2 separate regions of the Sus scrofa genome follow, and region 1 is linked to region 2. Evidence: chromatin contacts called from public HiChIP or PLAC-seq data. All regions are on one chromosome and are shown on one strand. The core of a region is the stretch at or near the end of the contact, and the rest is flanking DNA. Distances in the headings are between cores, read along the strand shown.

What was found. HiChIP or PLAC-seq counts read pairs in DNA pulled down with a chosen protein or histone mark.
Region 1: a contact with region 2 is called in an H3K27ac HiChIP or PLAC-seq map of skeletal muscle. The contact joins two enhancer-like sites. A contact is called at or near these places in 5 of 47 Hi-C or Micro-C datasets (liver, psoas muscle and skeletal muscle) and 1 of 2 datasets of contacts at active chromatin or transcription factors (skeletal muscle).

The regions. Positions count from the first base shown.
Region 1 is chr8:130,219,149-130,222,842 of Sscrofa11.1, forward strand. The region is part of intron 8 of FAM13A (protein FAM13A); the gene reads left to right. Among named protein-coding and RNA genes, the nearest start is that of NAP1L5, 140 kb to the right of the region's middle. Within about 2 kb of position 2,068, at least 67 of the 83 cell types and tissues checked have an H3K27ac peak or open chromatin away from gene starts, as enhancers often do. A contact at or near this core is called in skeletal muscle, where this site is marked.
Region 2 is chr8:130,152,943-130,156,485 of Sscrofa11.1, forward strand. All of the region lies in intron 7 of FAM13A (protein FAM13A), which reads left to right. Among named protein-coding and RNA genes, the nearest start is that of FAM13A, 130 kb to the left of the region's middle. Within about 2 kb of position 2,194, at least 4 of the 83 cell types and tissues checked have an H3K27ac peak or open chromatin away from gene starts, as enhancers often do. A contact at or near this core is called in skeletal muscle, where this site is marked.

The DNA.
Region 1 (3,694 bases), core at 818-3,317, 66 kb after region 2:
GTCCTGCAAACCCACCAAACATGAAAAAGAGGAGGAGTTGTTAGAAATAAATAACCAACACTTGCAAAGGCAGGGGATGACTGAGTTATATATAGTCTTCGGTGACTTACAGAAATGACCATCGACATCTCATTGGTAATGTGGCATATGTTAGAGGGGTGTTGAAAGGAAGACCTAACTTAGCAGGAAATATATGTGGAATCAGATGGGAAATCTTGAATGCTCCTATTCATCAGTATTTTACCTGTCGTCTGTATTGAATGTAAATTGTAGTTGGATGTACCATATTTTTATAATGCTAGGTCCTTTTTTTTTTTTTTGTCTTTTGTCTTTTGTTGTTGTTGTTGTTGTTGTTGTTGTTGCTATTTCTTGGGCCGCTCCCGCGGCATATGGAGGTTCCCAGGCTAGGGGTTGAATCGGAGCTGTAGCCACCGGCCTACGCCAGAGCCACAGCCACGCGGGATCCGAGCCGCGTCTGCAACCTACACCACAGCTCACGGCAACGCCGGATCCTTAACCCACTGAGCAAGGGCAGGGACCGAACCCGCAACCTCATGGTTCCTAGTCGGATTCGTTAACCACTGCGCCATGACGGGAACTCCTGCTAGGTCCTTTTTTTGATTTTTTGTTGTTAATTTTTTTGTTACCGTGTGGTTGATTTACAATGATGTGCCAATTTCTGCTGTGCAGCAAAATAACCCGATCACACGTATATGACAATATATACACACCACTATATATACACACATTCCTCTTCTTATAGTAACTTCCATCATGGTCTAGCCCAAGAGATTGGATGGGTCCTTTATTATTGAACTCATATATCTGTGTTAGCCATATAGTATTGATGTGTCCACCAAATTAGACAAAATATTGTTCTGTCATTTGAGTTTTAACCATTTCTAAAAATGTTTGTTATGAAATATTTTAAAAACTCATGTAGAATAGAGTAAGCAGTATGCCTTGTAGCAGAGTTCTGGGGCAGACTTGAGAAATTCTGAATCCCATTTCTATTCTGCCACTAACTTCCCATATGAATTTGAACAAATTACCTAATTTTCTAGTATCAAGTTTACTCATCAATAAAATATTGTGATAAATAATAGTGATTTCCTAACTCAAGAAGTTAACTGAAGTATTAAGCAAGATATAAAGATACATTTTTGAAAGATAAAACCTTAAGCAAATACAGAGAACGGATTTATTATTATTGGAGTTTCTAAATGTCGAATCAAAACAGACTCTGAGGACAACTTTGATTGAAGTAAATTCTGGACTTAAGTCAACTTCCGTTGTTTTAAAAGGCTGATTTTAGTTATTGATATGCTATCACGAGGTCTGAACCTACATTTCAGGGTGACTAATCCATTTCATAAATGTGATAGAGGATTTAGTCAGACAATGAAATGTTTTTACTAGCAGATATAGCAACAGAAAGTAGACGCTTGCAATGGGCTTTGTGTTCTAAATTCAGAATGATGACTGGTCTGTAAAAAAAAAAATCTGGGAAAAAGTACAGAGAAGAGGACACCGTTTTGGTCGTCTTGCACCCCCCCCAACCCCGTTTCTGAACATCTTGGTCTTGGCTCTCTGCCCTTTCTTCTGCCAACCGTAATGCTCTGGGCTTTGTTGTAGCTCCCGGCAAGTCCTGGGCTATGAAAGAACTCTTATTAAAATATATTTCTCCTATTCTGTTCATCTACAGATTAACAATGATGTTCCCAAAATAAAGCGTGGTGTTCCTCGCTGAGGAGGCCCCTAAGGGGAAGCTTAGTTAACAGGCCTGTGGCAGACCTTAGGAGACACTGATTTATTGTTACCTTAAAAAAAAAAATCGATAAATTAAATGAAGAACCAACCAACCAAAAAAAAAAAAAAAAGTGCTGTGGGTGTTCTTAGAGGAAAATTACTCTACAAACACATTCAAGTTTATAGGGATGAAATGCCAAAATTGTACGTCGAAATAGCTTCCGTGGGAGTGGCTTCTTGGATCCCTTGAGACCATGGGCAGTCTTGGGACGTGTTTTCTCCCCAGAAATGAGAGCTGCTACGTGCCTTGGGAGATGTCACCAGTGACTAGTAACCCCCACAATGTAAACAAACATCAGCAGGAAATAAATATGGGTAGGGCAGGGTTCTAGAAGCATGCCTTCCTTCTAGAAAAGTATCACGCCTTCCCATGCTAGTGGGTTGTTTGATTTTTTTTTTTTTTTAATTTTTCTTTTTTTCAGGACGTAAGGGGGCCGGGTAACTTGCCTTCTGTCACAGAAACCTTTAGTTTCAGAGGCAGAGTCTCTCCCGGACAAATGGATTTCCTTGTTGGCTGTCTCAGTAATGTTAGGAAGTCAAGGGACTCTGTGCTCTTGCTGCAGTTATTGGTTGCTTTCTCCGGACGGACAGGCTTGTCTGGGGACCAGCTCGGCAGAGAGTTTCGAGTTACCAGATTTAGGCAAGCCTCCCGAGGAGCCGGAGGAGGAGCGGCAGCCCAGCCGCAGAGGCCAAAGCAGCAGCGCCTTTAAGCCCTGCAAGCAGCTGCGGCTCTGATTGGCTGGCTGGTTCAGCTGCTTCCCTGGAACAAAGGTCAAAGTGGACTGCGGTGTTAAAGTCAAGAGGCTGCGATCGAATCGCACTGCTCAAGTTTGCAGGCTGAGAGCCGCAGGACGCTGGCTGACGGCAGCCCAAGTTGCTTCCCCCCCCCGCGGCGGTGGCGGTGGCAGCGGCAGCGGTGAGGTGCCGCCTCACGCCCCAAGCCCAGCTCAGCCACGGTGAGCCGCCGAGCAGCCGCTCACCCGTCCAGACCAACTTTGGCGCGGAAGAGACAGTTGTGAGAGTCCCTTGCAAACTGCCAGACAAGGATGGCTTGCGAAATCATGCCTCTGCAAAGGTAGTATTCTTTCCTCTTCGGGTCTTTTTTTCTGGTCTGTGTTTTCTGCGTGGTATAAAACCATGTTAACTTGGCCACCACTTGGCATCTTTCGGTAATAGGCTGCAAGCTGTGTCGGGTCCGTTGGACAAAATGTTCTTTCCTAAGACCACAGAAATGCAAATATTCTCTTGCCTCTTTTACTGATATTTATGCCCACCGTCTTATCTTTTATGCTTCGTCTGGTCAGTTGTTTCCTTCCTCGAAAGAAAGTCAATGTAAGAAAGTAGCCTTGACACTTGAAGAAATGCAGAAACTGAAGACGGCATTGAGCAGGTTTAAAATAAAGCTGAATCAGCTTCCTAGCAATTTTGGGGAAGCTGTGGCAAGGATGTCCATAGGCTAGAAGCCTTTTCAAAATGCATCTTAGGAGCCCTATCTTCTGGAGTTCAGATCTAGGCAAGGACTTTCTATCAATAAGTACTTTATAGTACATGGACATAAACGTTAAGGATATTATTTCTCCATGAATAATTCCAGATAGGTTTATTACACAAATGACACCCTAAAAAAAAAAAAAGCAGATCTGTAAGAATGATTGAGCGCAAGGCTCTGTTTTGTTCGTTAATGATTATAATGTGGATTGCAGAGGGTGGCTGGAGGAGTTTTACCAAGGCAGAAAAAAGGTAAATTTAAGCAAAGGGCTTGTTAAAAAGAACACTGCTTGCTGGTGAACGAATACGTGAATAAGATATCCAGGAATGTTGAAGCTGGAAGTCACCTCGTGGTGACCGAGTCCAGCCCTCCAGTTTCACGGCAGGAAAACTGAGG
Region 2 (3,543 bases), core at 944-3,443:
ACGTTTAGCAAAATTCTTTATTTTGTGTTTTCATGCTCTGTTGCTTGGGTTTCCCTCAGCGCTTCCCCTTCCACCTTTTTTTTTTTTTGGACCTCACTGTCCATGTAGTATATTTAATTCAAGGTTATATTTATTGATAAATTCTTAGGACACTCCTGTTATTTAACAGACAGTGATATTTTTTAGTAGACAGTTTTACTTCTGCTCAATCAGAATTGTTTCCACTGTATTCCCTATGACACAGAGGCCACTCAGGTGTAATGGAAGGTTACTTCCGGGGGTGAAATAAAATGGGCAACTGTAATTTTTCTTTTGCAAAATAGAAATCACTTCATTGATTTTTTTTTCATGATTATAAAAATAGCACATGATCAGTGGAAATTATTTAAGTAAATTTTAACAAAAAAAATTAAAACCATCATACATATGATAGAATAAAGGGTTCCAATGTGTAAAATTTTGTTTTCCTTACTAAGGTAATTCCAAAATGCCCATAATTGTTTTGCCAGTGAAAAGAAAAACTCCTTTAATCCAAAATACGTTGTGAAAATTTTTTATCATTTATCTACCAGAAAAGTGATTACATTAATTTTAGAGCCCCTTTCCAAATTTTTAACTTTTCTTTTGAGTAGAACTTCTCTTTACTAGATGTCTATAATATTCCTATCTGGCCACTATGATATTTAGAGAGCGGCTTTTTTTCCAGCTCTAAGACAAAATGTTTTCCAAACTTTCTGGAGTCCAATTTAGGCAAGATTTAAAAGAATTTTGGTCTCTGGTTTTAATTGCAGGTTATAATTGTGGCTTTATTTTTAAAGGCAAATCAAGTGAAGTATTGAGTAATTACTTAGTGTCTCATTTGTAGTAAGAGACTACAGTTTATTTCTACAAGAAATAAAAACACCTGTTTAAAACTTATTCCACCTTCATTTTTTTTCTGGAAAATTATTTTAATTATTATGCTTTCCTTTCCAAATTCAAGCAACTTTTGTACCTTTTTCACTGAAATATTTGTGTATACAACTTACAGACAACTAATTCAAATTTTTATTAGAAATCGTGTTTACTATGAATTAATAAAAATTCAGTGTCGAAATATACTCGCCAGGAGTTCCCATTGTGGCTCAGCTGTAACAAACCTGACTGTCGTCCATGAGGTCACAGATTCAATCCCTGGCCTCACTCAGTGGGTCAGGGTCATTCCTGTGAGCTGTTGTGTAGGTCACAGATGCGGTTCAGATCCTGGCCTGCTGTGACTGTGGTGTAGGCCAGCAGCTGCAGCTCTGATTTGACCTCTAGCCTGGGAACTTCCATATTCCACTGGTGCAGCCCTAAAAAAGCAACAACAACAACAAAATACTCACCAAACAAATGCACTGAAAAAAACGTAGGATTCGAGGGACATTTTTAGATAATATTTGCTCATTAACTCCATTTATATTGGCCTAACTACTTTGAGGTGAGAATACCTTAGAGGACTCACTAGGTAAATGAAAGACCATCCTGCAACCTCTTGTAAAAATTCTTTGAAGGGATTCTATTATTCTCATGAAATCAACCCCATTTGGAATATTTCAGGCATATAGAGAATTAATAATTAATGTGCATTGATTATCCTTTTTCCATTTCACTGTATGGTTCATGACCAAGCTAATTCACTATAGAAATTACTTCACTGGTTAATCCTTAGTTTGTAACTTTAGCTTCTTTGTGGTCTTACAGGAGCAAGTTTAAGTTTACATGAGCAAACTAAGCTTTGCGTAGCTCTGCTTAGTTTAGAGGTGATTAAAGTCCTTGTAATTTCAAATCCCCAGAAATGAGGCAGAGCATGTGAGCGGCAAGAGATTATAAGGCCCTAACTCTTTCACTAAGTTTTTGTATCTTAAGATCTTTTTTTCCATCGATTGATCTTTGAAAGCTGAAGCTGAGAACACCTTCGAAATATAATTGGTGTAACAAACAAGCAAACAAAAATATGGTTGGTGTGTCCTTTCTCGAGTGACTTAGTGAGCTATGTCAATGATGTGTATCCTTGGTACTCATGTTACTTCGTTTGGCCTCCATAGCTGTCTTTCTCAGACCTCTCTAGTTGCAGCTGTGTGTGCCTTGGACAGCTCAGTATTTCTGATCCCTATATGGGGGGACATGTAAAATGGTAATCCAGAAATGGCATGTGTCCTTTGGCTCTGGAGATGTCTCTCCAGTCCATGCCATCTGTCCCCATCTGTGTTCCCTCTGCTAGCTGCTGTCTCTACTCTTAGGCAATGGGGAGGATTGTATTTCTCTCCCTTATAAAGGAAAGCTACTTCTTGACCTGGGTCCAGGCTGGGGTGGGAGGAGATACCTCCAGTACACAGTGCCATGACACTTCCTGGATGAGCAATGATCACCAGCCCTGCTAGCTCAGCGACATGCTCATATAACCATTTCATGCCCAGTACTGTGCTGGCTACATATGCCAACAAATCACTGAGACAGATGATACAGAAGGAGCATCAAGGAAACTATTTAAAAGAGATGCAGAACATAGACACAGTTCCTTATGACCTAGTATATCATGATCAGAGAAGAGGAGACTAAGTCTCTTTCTACCTAACACAAGTGCCGATGGCTCTCAATAACCCATATTCACTGGTCCCAGTGTAAGCCCTACAGAGGATTCAGGAACTGAAGGCAGAAAACTACCTTCTCTCCCCTCTTGGCGTATGATCTAGACTTCCTACTGCACTTGCTGTGTTCTTGACCATGATAAAAACAACTAAAGGTCAGGTCTTTGTTTAAAGATGTAAGTCAGATTTCATTCAGTGCTATGATGAAGGTAGCAAACAAAGGATAATCTCTTTCCCTTCCTGACTTTATCAGTGGATAAAATTGCCCTAATAAAAATTAAAGTTATAAGCACGTAATAGTTTTACTTAGTCATTGGATTCTCCAAATGCTTTTACAAACATTTCCTTTAGCAGACCAAGTCATATTAACTATAAAATGTGTGATAAAGGTAATGCAGTTATCAAGTAAACAGTTATGTCATAGCAGCAAATGTTAAATTATTTTTCTTTTCAGGGGTTAATGATTTTAGGGACCTGGCATCATTTATGAAGGAGATTTTCTTCTATGAGACAAATTGTCACAGTTGACTTTTCTTAAATGGTGCTTAACATGCTGATGTCTATTATCAAAGTAAACTAGAAACAGGAGTTCCCGTTGTGGTGCACGGGAAACAAATCCAACTAGTACCCATGAGGATGCAGGTTCCATCCCGGGCCTCCCTCAGTGGGTCGGGGATCTGGCATTGCCGTGAATTGTGGTGTGGGTCACAGATGCGGCTCAGATCCTGTGTTGCTGTGGCTGTGGTGTAAGCTGGCAGCTGTAGCTCCAATTTAGCCTCTAGCCCGGGAATTTCCATATGTCATGGGCGCAGCCCTAAAAGGCAAAAATAGGCAAACAAACAAACTAGAAACAAATGATGTAGGGTTTTGAGAAATTTTAGTAAGAACATCATTTATTTTCAATATGCAAATTAAGAGTAATAAGCATTCAATT